Regions from separate parts of the Bos taurus genome. Here region 1 is linked to region 2. The links are chromatin contacts, called in public Hi-C maps. All regions are on one chromosome and are shown on one strand. Each heading gives the region's core, a stretch centred on a gene start, on an enhancer-like site or on the middle of the called end of the contact. The rest is flanking DNA. Distances are from core to core; before and after follow the strand shown. Region 1 holds the start of PSMG4 (proteasome assembly chaperone 4). Region 2 holds the start of PRPF4B (pre-mRNA processing factor 4B).

Region 1 (5,852 bases), core at 595-3,094, 360 kb before region 2:
CTGTGGCAGTCCAGTTTATTGATTTATTTTTTCACGGATCACACTTTTGGTATTTTGTTGTGAAATCTTGGTCTGATTAAAGGTCACAGGCTTTCTCCTATGTCTTCTGCAAGTCTGACAGTTTTTGGGTTTCCCATTTATGTCTCTGAACCATTTTGACTTCACTTTGCTGCTGCTGCTGCTAAGTCGCTTCAGTCGTGTCCGACTCTGTGCGACCCGACAGATAGCAACCCACCAGGCTGCCCCGTCCCTGGGATTCTCCAGGCAAGAACACTGGAGTGGGTTGCCATTTCCTTCTCCAATGCATGAAAGTGAAAAGTGAAAGTGAAGTCACTCAGGCGTGTCCGACTTCACTTTGTGTATGATGTAAAGTATAAATTGAAGCTCATTAATAATTAAGGAAATGCAAATTAAAATTACATTGAGATACTCCTTAGGATGGCTAAATGAAACAGACTGGGAACGTACGGTGGTACAGTCACTGTGGAAACAGCCTGTCGGGTTCTTGAGAAGTTACACGTGGTGCAACCATTCTGCTCCAGGTCTTTAACTGCGAGAAATGAAAGCACATGTTCATACAGAGACTGACTTGTTCACATGTGTTTGCAGCAGCTTGACTGCAATATCCCCAAATTGAAAACTGCCCAAGTGGACACCACCGCATGAGGGCTATTTACACAGCGATATGCCCCGCCAGCGAACCCTGATCATCAACACGAAGGAAGGAGCGACTGACTCACGCAACAACCTGCGTGAATCTCAAAACAACTGTGAGGAGAGAAAAGCCAGACAAACAATTGTACACACCGTACGTTCCATTTACATAAAACTCTAGAAAATGCAAACTACTCTGTGACTGAGTGCGGCACAGTGTCTCGGGTGGGGGTCAGGAAGGGCTCCCAGGGCTTGGGGAAGCCTCTGGGGGTGATGGGCATGTATCCTCTTGATTGTGGTGATGATTTTATGAGTTACACGTGTTACAGCTTCAGTTTGTATACTTTGATCAGTGCAGTTACTGTAGTTTATTTAATAAAGCTGTTAATCTATTATAATATTGACCTGAAAATTATAAATTGAATCATTAGCAAACAGAGCAAACTTCTTAACAAAACTTACCTTCTTAACTGTCAGTTTAATTTAGACCTATTAGAGATTTAAAAGGCAGAACTGATAGCTCTGTCCTTAAACCCAAGTTAGTTCCAACAGAATCTGACAAGAATGGGCACTGTGTTCTTTTTACTACAAAGACTCTCTCTCAACACACTGCAGGGTCCCTGTGTCAACTCTGAGGGTCCCAGAGTGACTCAAGTCAAGCTCTCCAGCAGGGCTGACAGTGGCCCCCGTCCCCTTCTCTGAGGCAGACGGGGAGACTGAGTCTCGGGCTGAACCGTTAGCCGAGGCCCATGCTTGTACAGGGATCAGCTCTGGGGTCTCGGACTAAAGGCGCGCCAGCCCACGACCCTAACTCAGTCCACGCAGCTCTCCTTCTGAGAGCTCCTCCAACATCGCTGCCATTTTCATGGGCCTCCTGCAGTTACGGGGCTGCTGGCAGAAGGAGGGTTTTAGAAAGTGTAACCCAGCTCGCGGGACACAGGCGGCTGCGCTGAGCGCTCGTGGCACCTACTAAACAGCGGGGGATCACGCGTCTACACCCGAAAAGATGCTCCTGCGAGCCTACACTGCGCCCAATTGAGACGCCGGCCCGCCCCGCCCACTCCCGGGCCCGCCCCGCCCACTCCCGGGCCCGCCCCGCCCACTCTCGGGCCCGCCCCGCCCACTCCCGGGCCCGCCCCTCAACTTCCCATCCAGGCCCCGCCTTCCCGGAAGGCCCCGCCCACTCGGCCTTTCGGCGCTTTCCTGCTCGCGTCTGGTGGCGGCGGGAGGACTGGCGCGGCCGGGCTCCGGGCTGATGGAGCGGCCGGCGGCTGCCGGGGGCGGGGACGTGTCCCTGCACAACTTCAGCGCGCGGCTTTGGGAGCAGCTCGTCCACTTCCACGTGATGCGGCTGACGGACTCGCTCTTCCTCTGGGTGGGGGCCACGCCGCACCTGCGCAACCTCGCCGTGGCCATGTGCACGCGCTACGTGAGTGCGGCGGGGGGCGGGGAGGGGGGGGATGGAGGAACGGGGGGGCCCCGGGGTCCCGGAGGGGGCGGGGCCGGGGTCGGACACGGGCTGCTCAGCCCACCGCGGGGCTCTGTCCCGCCGCACGGCTGGTTCCCGCCCCCCCCCCCACGTCTCTGGGTGGAGTGTCGGGGTCCCCGTGGGACCTCTACTGTCCGCTCTCACCCTCCCTGGGCCGGGGGTGGCGTGTCCCCCTGGTTTTCTGCCGGTTCCTCGCTGACCGCGTTTGCTTAGTCTCCCGCACGGATCTCTCTCCCGCCCTTTCCCTCCGCTGTCCCATCGAGGTGTAACTGGTGTCCCACTGGGTGCTCCAGACCCCAGGCCGCTCCTCCAGGGCCGTCCCTGGAGACGCAGGGACGCAGAATCCAGCCACTTCTCACCTCCTTCACCTGTCACCTGGGCCCCGCGCCGTCGCTGCCCTCCGAGGTTCCCTTTGCCTTCCGAGGTCCCGTTTGCCATCGTGTGTCAGAGCTGCTGTAACCCAAGGCCGCAGACCGGGGGGCTGAGAACAGCAGAGAGGGCGGAATTGAGGTGTCAGCGGGCTGCTTCCTCCGGTCTCTGGGCTTGCGGTGCTGCTCACACCTTGGGGCCCCTAGTCTGGCAGCCTCGTCACCCCAGTCCTGCTCCAGTGTCCCAGGCCGCCTCTGTGCATCTTAGTCTCTCCCTTTCTTCCGAAGACACCAGTCCTGTTAGAGGAAGAGTCCGCCTCCCCTTGCTTCCATCTTAACTACATCTGCAGAGACCCTGTTTACAAATAAAGTCACCTTCACAGGTGCTGGGGTCAGAACGCTAGGACCTGGACATTGCTCTTGCAGCACGTGGCTTAGTCTGGCACTGACAGCTTCAGCGTTGTCATCCCTCCACTCAGACCCCCAAGAGTTCAGAGCCTGTATGGACCCCAGGCCCCATCACGGCTGCGGTGTCCCCAGCCCTCTGACTTTGCACCCACTTGCCCCTCTGGGCTGCTCCAGCCCTTCACCGTCAGGCCTGTCTGCTGCTGGGAGAGGCTGCAGAACTGGGGCGACACAGGCCCACCGCAGGGGGAGGCTGGCCTGCGGCAGGAAGGGGGGCCCAGGTGATCCAGGAGGGCTGGACCTCGCAGAGGAACCAGTACCGCTCTCTCTTTTCCTTGCAGGACTCCATCCCCCTGTCCACCGCCCTCCTCGGGGACACGTCTGACACCATGTCCACCGGTCTCGCCCAGCGCTTAGGTAGGTTCCGCAGCTCAGCTGCCGGAGTGCTCAGGTGGGGACCTCGCTGTTCAGTGGAGCGGGGAGGTGAGTCAGCGTAGGAGGAAGGGTCTCCGTCTGGGAGGTGAACCCCCTGGTTGCTGCTGGAAGCCCAGGCCTTGCGCATGGGTCTCAGGAGGTGATACCAGCACCTCCAGGGGCCTGCTCCCCACCGGCTCTGATGCCCTTGGTTGCCTCCAAGCTGATGAGTGACAGGTGATTTTGCTCTTCGTCCTCGTGGGAGGCGAGGGTGAGTGACGCCCACGGTGCCCAGTGGCAGCAGCTCCAGGTAGCGTCCATGGCCTGCCCTTCATTGCACGTGATGCTGCTCAGAGCTCGAGGGGAGAGGGCCTGGTGAGGTTGGGGGCTCCAGCCTCCACTGCACCCTGAGCACACTTCCACAGATAACCTCGCTGGTCCAGGTGAGGATGCCCGTGCCCAGTGGTCCCCGGTGCCTGGGGACCTCGATGGGCAGAGCAGCCTCGCCCCCATCTGCCTGAGTGTCCCGGCCACGTGCGGAGCCTGGTGTCCTGGCCGGGGTGCGGCGATGGGGCCCCTGCCATGGTTTTGAGGCGCTGTGGTTGTGTTCACAGATCTGTCAGTCTGGTCCCTGGGGAGTGGGCATGTCTGTGGTGGTCGCTCTGGGACACCCCATAGTCACACGGAGCTCGGGCATGGCCGGCTTTCTAGGGGCGGGGTTGTCACGGCGCCCACAGGCCGCACCAGGCGGGGTGGAGACCACGGGGCCAGCGGCCGCGTCTCAGGAGCATCCACCACACTTGTGCTTTAGTCTGAAGGTATAGGAACCTGAGTAGTAAGTTATCTTGGTGACCTCTTAACAGGAAGCAATTTTGAGTCAACAGAAAACCAACAGGAGAAATAGGAAGGCTTCCTGTTTAGCCTTCATCTGGGTTCCCAGGTGCTGCCGTTCCTTCTCTGCCTTTGCCAGTTGCTAGTTTTTAGTGAAAATAGGTTGGAAGCCTGACGCCCTTTTGCTTCACTGTGTGTTTGCCTGCGTTTCCGGGTAACACCACCCGCCTCAGCAGGCAGACCCCCGTGTGCCAGGCCTGGGGGAGGAGGGCGGGAGCCTGCTGGTGTGTGGAGCTGGGACTGGGGGGTCCCCGAGTGTGGACAGAGTCCGGGAGAGGAGGCGGCGGGAGCGCGTTTGAGGAGACACAAATGAGCTGGCTCTTCAGTGAAGCGAGGCTGGCTCGCAGTGTCCTCAGGGTGAGGCCTGGAAGCAGTCTGTGAGCAAAACCTGGGGCTCTTTTAATTTTTTTTTTGCATTTTGTGCAAATGTTGGGGCTTTTTTAAATTAGCATTTTTCTTTCACGTGGTTTACATCAGTTTACAAACAGCGTGATCTGAAACTGAATACAGACATTCCCTGTAACTTAAGTCAGATGTGATGGGGGCTCCTACCTACTGATATCCACAAGCCTGGCAGCTGTTGGCCAGTGCCCAGCAGGGACAGGCATGCGTGGTGAGATGCCAGCCCACCGCCCAGCAGGGTCGGGCGCGCGTGGTGAGATGCCAGCGCCCCCCGGGGCGGGTGACGTGCCTGCTGAGGTCGCGGCCGGCCGGCCTGTGACGCCCTGCTCCGTCGTCCTCTGGAGCTGGGGTCAGGACCCCGCAGCGGAAGGTGTTATTAACCGTTGTTGGCCGTCTGGACAGTGCTGAAGAGACCGGTGTCCCGAGACTGTCTCATGTGGGAGAGATGAGTGACCTGGGGGCCCTGGGGGCTTCCCGTGGACGGGGACCCCTTGCTCCATGCAGCCCTGGAGGGCAGAGGGGCTGCTGGACGGACGATGCAGGTGGGCTTGGGTCTTGGCTCGTGAAGGGATGGGAGTCAGCGGCCCCTGGGGACAGGAACTTTCTGCCACTGAACGTGGAGCCGCTGTGATGGAAGGGCCCAGCTTCCCCCTCCGCCCACTGTTTGTCTCTGACGGTGGGACTCACCTGTCTCTGTGGCCTGCAGGGAGGAGCCCTTTGCCCCTGCCCCCTTGGGGTGCAACCGGGTGAGAAGGCTGGTACCGCCTGCTTAGTCCTCAGGACCTGGGGGTACAGCTGAGCTTGGTTTTCACGGTTGGAGCCGCTCCCACCTGCCCTGGGTGGTTCTGTAGAAAGGGGCTCAGACGTGTATTCAGCGTCCAGTTGAAAACCACACCCGTGTGTGTGCGCCTGCACATATGTTCATGTAGGAGTGTCATGGGAGGAGGGTGGTGGGGTTGGGGAGAGGGTGGTACTGGAGGACCTTAATATTTTAAATCTGTGGACATCATCTGTGGTTGAAGAAGCAGACCAACCAGCCAGCCCTATGTGTAGCGCAGGGGGTCGCAGACAGCGGGGTCTGTGAACAGACTTGGGGGTTCTCGGGGTGCACCTCACCGGGTCCTGGTGCCGTGGCTCAGAACTGCTCTTCCGGGTGAGGGGCGGCTCTGGCAACTGGTCTGTTTTGCAGCAGTTGTCTGTGATGTCGTCAGAATCAGAGCTTTCTTTGC
Region 2 (5,550 bases), core at 252-2,751:
GAAATTCCAACCTACACACTACTAGTACATCATTAAATATATGGGTGAAAATATACACCATTTTCTGAAAACTATTTCCTTTGAAAGAAGCCTTCTAAGTTATTATACCTGAATTTGATAATTAAGGAGAAACAAAGAAAGAAAGTGAAGTTGCTCAGTCGTGTCAGACTCTGCAATTCCATGGGCTGTAGCTTACCAGGCTCCTCTGTCCATGGAATTTTCCATGAAAGAAACCCTTCATGAAGAAAACAGTTAAGGACCATTCAAAGAAATGCAGCAATGGGTGTGGGGTGAGGATGGGAGAACCCACAGAAGTCAATAAACATCCAAGGATTTAGTATTCCGTATTAATAAAGTCCATGAGGGGAAAATGTTTAACTAAATATTTTAACACATTTGGGATTCAGCCAACTAGAGACTTATTTTATAAGAATATTTGTAACTCTTCCCCTCTGACAATCAAGAGACATATAAGAAGCTCAGCTATTCTGAACTCAGATTTCTAAATCAAACCCAAACTCAGTTGATTATAAGAATAAAAGTGATCATCACCTTGTTTTCAGGCTCAAGTATGAAGAAAGATACTCTTCAGAGAAACAAAGAGAATGTAAAAACCTACATGCTATTGAAAGCTCTCCAAGAGACGGTTCATTTCAGTTCAGTCCCTCAGTCCTGTCCGACTCTTTGCGACCCCATGGACTGCAGCTCGCCAGGCCTCCCTGTCCATCACCAACTCCCGGAGTTTACTCAAACTCATGTCCATGAGTTGGTGATGCCATCCAACCATCTCATCCTCTGTCGTCCCCTTCTTCTCCCGCTTTCAATCTTTCCCAGCATCAGGGGCTTCTCAAATGAGTCAGCTAGAGACAGTAACTTTTAACCAAGAGACAGCAACTTTTCACATACGGTATTTCATTTCATCTCATTACTGTAGATTCCATTATTATAGAAAAACAAAATCACAAAGTTATTTGGACCAGAAATGTTACTTAAAAATTCAGTTTACAGGTCCTGAGAACCTGGACAGGAGTAACGGACTCCTGACCTGTGGACTCAGCCAAACCTGAAACAAAGTTCCAAAAGTTTCAAACGAACGTGCCAATACTAGTAGTTCCCTACGTTCCAGGTTCGGCCCTAGCTTGCAGTATTCTCAAAATGCCTGTCTACAAACTTTCTCTTAATACCGCTTCACATTGAGTTATCTAAGGGATAAGAAGGCATTTAAAAAGCAAAATCGTCTTGTTTTCCCAGCTTGAAAATTTTCACCCGAGTCTGGTACCACAATGAGATCAGTTCTCGGAACTGCGCCCAGGACGCAGACACCTCTGCCTTCCATCCCCTCTCCAGGTTCCTAGAACTTGACGACGGTTTTTACCCAATCAGCGCGCACCTTTAAAGCCCCGACCGGGGCCGCCGCGGTCCCGCCCCCCCCCGGAAGTGCGTCATGTCGTGCGCTCTGTCCCCGGATGCACTTGTATATCCGGATTCTTCGAGCGACGCTGAGCTCCACGGGTCCCGACGCTATCGGCACATGCGCGACGGCCCTGTTCTCTCTTCCTCCGCCTCCCCTGGCTTCCGCCGTCCGCGGAGCCGCCGCCACCGCTGCCGAGGAGTCAGGAAGTTCAACATGGCCGCCGCGGAGGCGCCGTCGCTGCGGGAACAGCCGGAGTAAGTAATACGGGGCGCGGAGGGCCTGCGCTGGGGGCCGGCCGAGAGGGGACGGGCCGAGCGCCGCCCGGGCGGGCGAGCGGGCGGGAAAGTTCGCGGCCCAGCGGTCGCGGCCAAACTTTGCCTCCCGCGCGGCACCTTGGGGGCGCGGGAGGGCGGCCTCGGCGCTCCGCCCGCCCGGAGGCCCTTGCTGTCGGGTCGAGGGCGGCCGGGGCCCGCGGCGGCGTTGCCCCGGGAGGCGAGGGCGCGAGCGGCCTCTACGGGTCCCGAGCGCGAGGCCGCGGCGCGGGCGCGCCTGCCCGCCTCTGAGGCGACGAGCGGGTCTTCCGGAGCAGCCCGGGCGGCGCGGCCCGCGCGGCGGCGATCCCCGAGCGCTCTTTTCCGCAGGCGGCTCCCGCGCCGCCGCCGGTGTCAGCCTTCGGGGCTGGGGGCCGGGAGCAGAGGGGCGCCGGGCGCGCCCTCCTTCACCGCCCGGCGCCGCGGTTGGCGGCCGGCGGGCGCTCCCTCCTTCCCGCCCGGTGCTCTCGGCCCCAGCGTCCCCTCGGTGTTTTCTCCTCCTCTGCCTAGCGCAGCTGGTGTGCCAGCTCGCAAACTCGAGGCAAAGTAAGACCAAGTTCTCGGTTCTGAGACCTAGGGTTTTTGGCCCGAGTTTACAGCGCTTCTCTGGGAGCCCCAGTGGAATAAAGAGTGGGAACGGTCAGCTCCTTGCAAACCCGAGCGGTTCGTGTCTGTAGTCAAGCTAACGTAAGCATCGATGCGGCCGAGTGGACGCATCCTCGCGTACTCTGCTAGGGTAACCCTTCCCTTACTGAGAGCAGTGTGTTGTGTTTTCCGTGTGTTTGCTGGGAAAGCTCAGGAACCTAGAACAGAAAATGGATTTTAAGACAGTATTCTTGTAGCGCCTTTTTTTTTTTTTTGCTTGCATCCTCATTATCTGATTTGTTTCCAGCTGTTTTGAGAAGAAGGTAGAGATAGTCTCCCGGCAACTTTGGACTGACCAGAGGAGAAATCTTTGCACCTCCCCGGCCGGCTCATCGCTTCAGCGCTGTGCATCCAGTGCCGGACTGCGTGGGGATTTGCTTTGCTAGGCAGAGAGTTACCGGGAGATTTCGTTTAGGGCCTCTGAAAGCTGCTCTGTTATCTCCACAGCTTGACTTAAAAGAGGGCACGTGGGTTCTGAAGTACACCTGCCTCTCTGTTTTTCAGAGTTCACAGTGAGGCCTTGTTCCGGGCTTCATGAGAAGATCCTATGAAAATCTTAGGCTATGCAGCTGATTTTTCTAGTAACCTGTTTAAATTTCTGTAGTATTATGTCCATTACTTTGATTTCAGGGACGGTTTAGATTCCTTGTCAAGAAGGATGCAGCCATGTTTATACTCAAATAACACTAGCTTTCATCGTATTTATTTCGGCTCCTGCAATGTGAGTGGCACTGAGGTGGTCTTTATTGTGCCTCCGCTCACACACATGCACACACGCACACACATTTGGTGCGCAGAGTATTCTGTCTATATGTGTCCCACCTTCACTTATTTGAAACGTTTTAGTGTAGAAAATGACAGTTTAGTAGGAAAGCAAGTACCATGTTGGCTGCCCACATTGAATGCTGAAATGTAATGTCTGAGTAGGTTATTTTTGAAGACACAGCAAGGAGTTCACAGTTACGTGGAATCTCCTCCAAGTGGAATATTGTGAAAAAGTAAAGCTCCCTGAATGCTTTTCAGTGGCTTTTAAGTTTGTCGATGTCTTTAGCTCAGTCTTTTTTCATAGTTTCAAGCATTTAAATTTTTATATGCATTGACTTACTTGAACTTACCCAGACCAGGTACTGAGCAAATCCGACCTCATTCAGTCTTTATGACAACCCTGTGGAGGCGGTCCTGACACTCCCCACATTGTACAATTGAGAAACTGGAAGTACAGAGAAATTGAGTTAGCTTGCCCAGGGTCACACTAACCCTGTAGGGTTTATACCCGGGCAGCCCCGCTGTGAAGCCCTGCTCTGTGCTCTGGTCTCTCACTCTATGTTGTGGTTCCTTTTGTTTAAAATATTACTAGCCTTTAACATTTGAAATAATTTTTATTTCCAGTATCCCAGAAAGGTTCATTTTTATGATATGACAGTTCCAACTCTTTGGAATTTAATAGCCCATTTGGAAAGAGTGAGGGTGGAATGGTTCCTTTTGAGACTGGTTGGTCTTTTGAATCCATCCTTACTTTTGCATCTGCATTAATTCTGTATTAAAGGAGTCTCACTTGTCAGAGAAACAGGCTTAGTTATAATTATTTTCCTTGTCGAAAGCAGTGGCATTCACTTAGCTCCCCATTGCCCCCAGCTCCAAAGCATGAATTGAATGCCTCCCATATAAGATGTTATTAGGAATATTCTTATATATATATATGTATATATATATGTGAAGAGGGAAGTTAAAATAATACTAGTGGTTGGTAATTGGTCGCTTTATTTTAAAGTTGTTCCATGGCTATTTTTATTGTGCCAGATGCCCCAAGACTCTGGGTTGTTTGAAGGATGAAATAAGCTAACCTATGAGTAAATACTGTTTGACACTACCATGCTGTCTGCACTCCGAATGCAGCTTTCCTTCCAAATGAGATTTGGAGGATGTTACTCAGCTCTCAGTAAGTACTGGTTATGACAAACCTGTTGTAGACCAGTTTGGTATAGAAATATACCTACTAAATGTGTAGTGTTAGATTGCAAAATGTAAATCGTCCAAGAAGGTGATCAGGTTCCTTTACAAGAAACCTTTTCCTAAAGTTTTAGAAGAAAGTTGTTAATGAGCCTAAATTAAGTGACCTAGCACAAGTGTGCTCATTATATGCGACATGGGTGCCATTGAAGGGCTGAGTTCAAGTTTTCCTTGTGTGCCTATTCAGACTTCAGTTATTTTCTTTGAAATTTGCTTTAAGAGATCAACAGAAGAGGCTGGAGGTCTGTTCTCTGCCTAACCCCAATGTAAGAGAACTCTGGAGTTAAGGTTAAGCTAGCTGGCCCTAAGGCACTCAGGTGGCATTTTATTAGTAACCTAGTCATTTCTTGAGTTAACATTCATTAAGTTACAGTGAAAACTGGGATTGCTTCTGGGAATGCCCAAAAGCATTGGGCACCGTGATGTTGATCCTGATTCTCAGAAACATTAGATGCTAGGTTTTCTTTTGAAGGAAATTCCTCTGAAGGTAAACCCTTCAGTATTTGGATTTGAAATGCCTTGGGAAACTTGTAAATTATAAGTAGCATTGGAAAAGGGTTAGAAGAGCAGATTTTTCTGTGGGGAGATGATTAAATTTAAATCATTTGAGGGTATTGTGGTCAAGAAATAGGCGTATGCGCTGGAGTGTAAGTGAGCCAAAAACAATGTGTTCCCCTTCAAGAGCTGAGCGTGTGCACAGACGGCATAGACCAACGTGGCCAGCAATGCTGCTGCATACATTGTTGTTCAGTTGCTCAGTCGTGTCCGACTCTTCTGTGACCCCGTGGCCCGCCAGGCTCCTCTGTCCATGAGATTCTCCAGGCAAGAAGACTGGAGCAGGTTGCCATGCCCTCCTCCAGGGGATCGTCCCAGCCCAGGGATTGAGCCCACATCTCTTGCATCTCCTGCATTGGCAGATGATTCTTTAGCACTGAGCCACCTGTTGTTACTCTGCGAACCATTCCCTTGACACAGAAGTACTTACTGAGTACCCGCTCAGGGTTAAATCATCTCTGGGCCTCGGGGATGGAGCAGTGAGCTAAACAGATTAAGATCCTGGTCCACAGGGCTTATGTTATAATAGGAGGAACAAACAGGAGTTGTGCTAGGTGGAGGACAGTACAGGGGAGAAAGGGAATGTGTTTGTAGTAGGGTGGGGGTTGTAGTTAA

The links. A called contact is a pair of places that touch in the nucleus more often than the background predicts.
Region 1: a Hi-C map of skeletal muscle shows a contact between it and region 2, with 5 times the contacts expected there. The contact joins the promoter of PSMG4 here to the promoter of PRPF4B in region 2. A contact is called at or near these places in 2 of 11 Hi-C or Micro-C datasets (skeletal muscle and skin fibroblasts).

What each region holds. Positions count from the first base shown.
Region 1 is chr23:50,462,539-50,468,390 of ARS-UCD2.0, reverse strand. It overlaps PSMG4 (proteasome assembly chaperone 4), which reads left to right and starts at 1,844. Exons shown (of 3, transcript XM_002697605.6): 1 at 1,844-2,083; 2 at 3,258-3,333. The coding sequence starts at 1,910.
Region 2 is chr23:50,107,130-50,112,679 of ARS-UCD2.0, reverse strand. It overlaps PRPF4B (pre-mRNA processing factor 4B), which reads left to right and starts at 1,501. Exons shown (of 15, transcript NM_001435171.1): 1 at 1,501-1,668. The coding sequence starts at 1,628.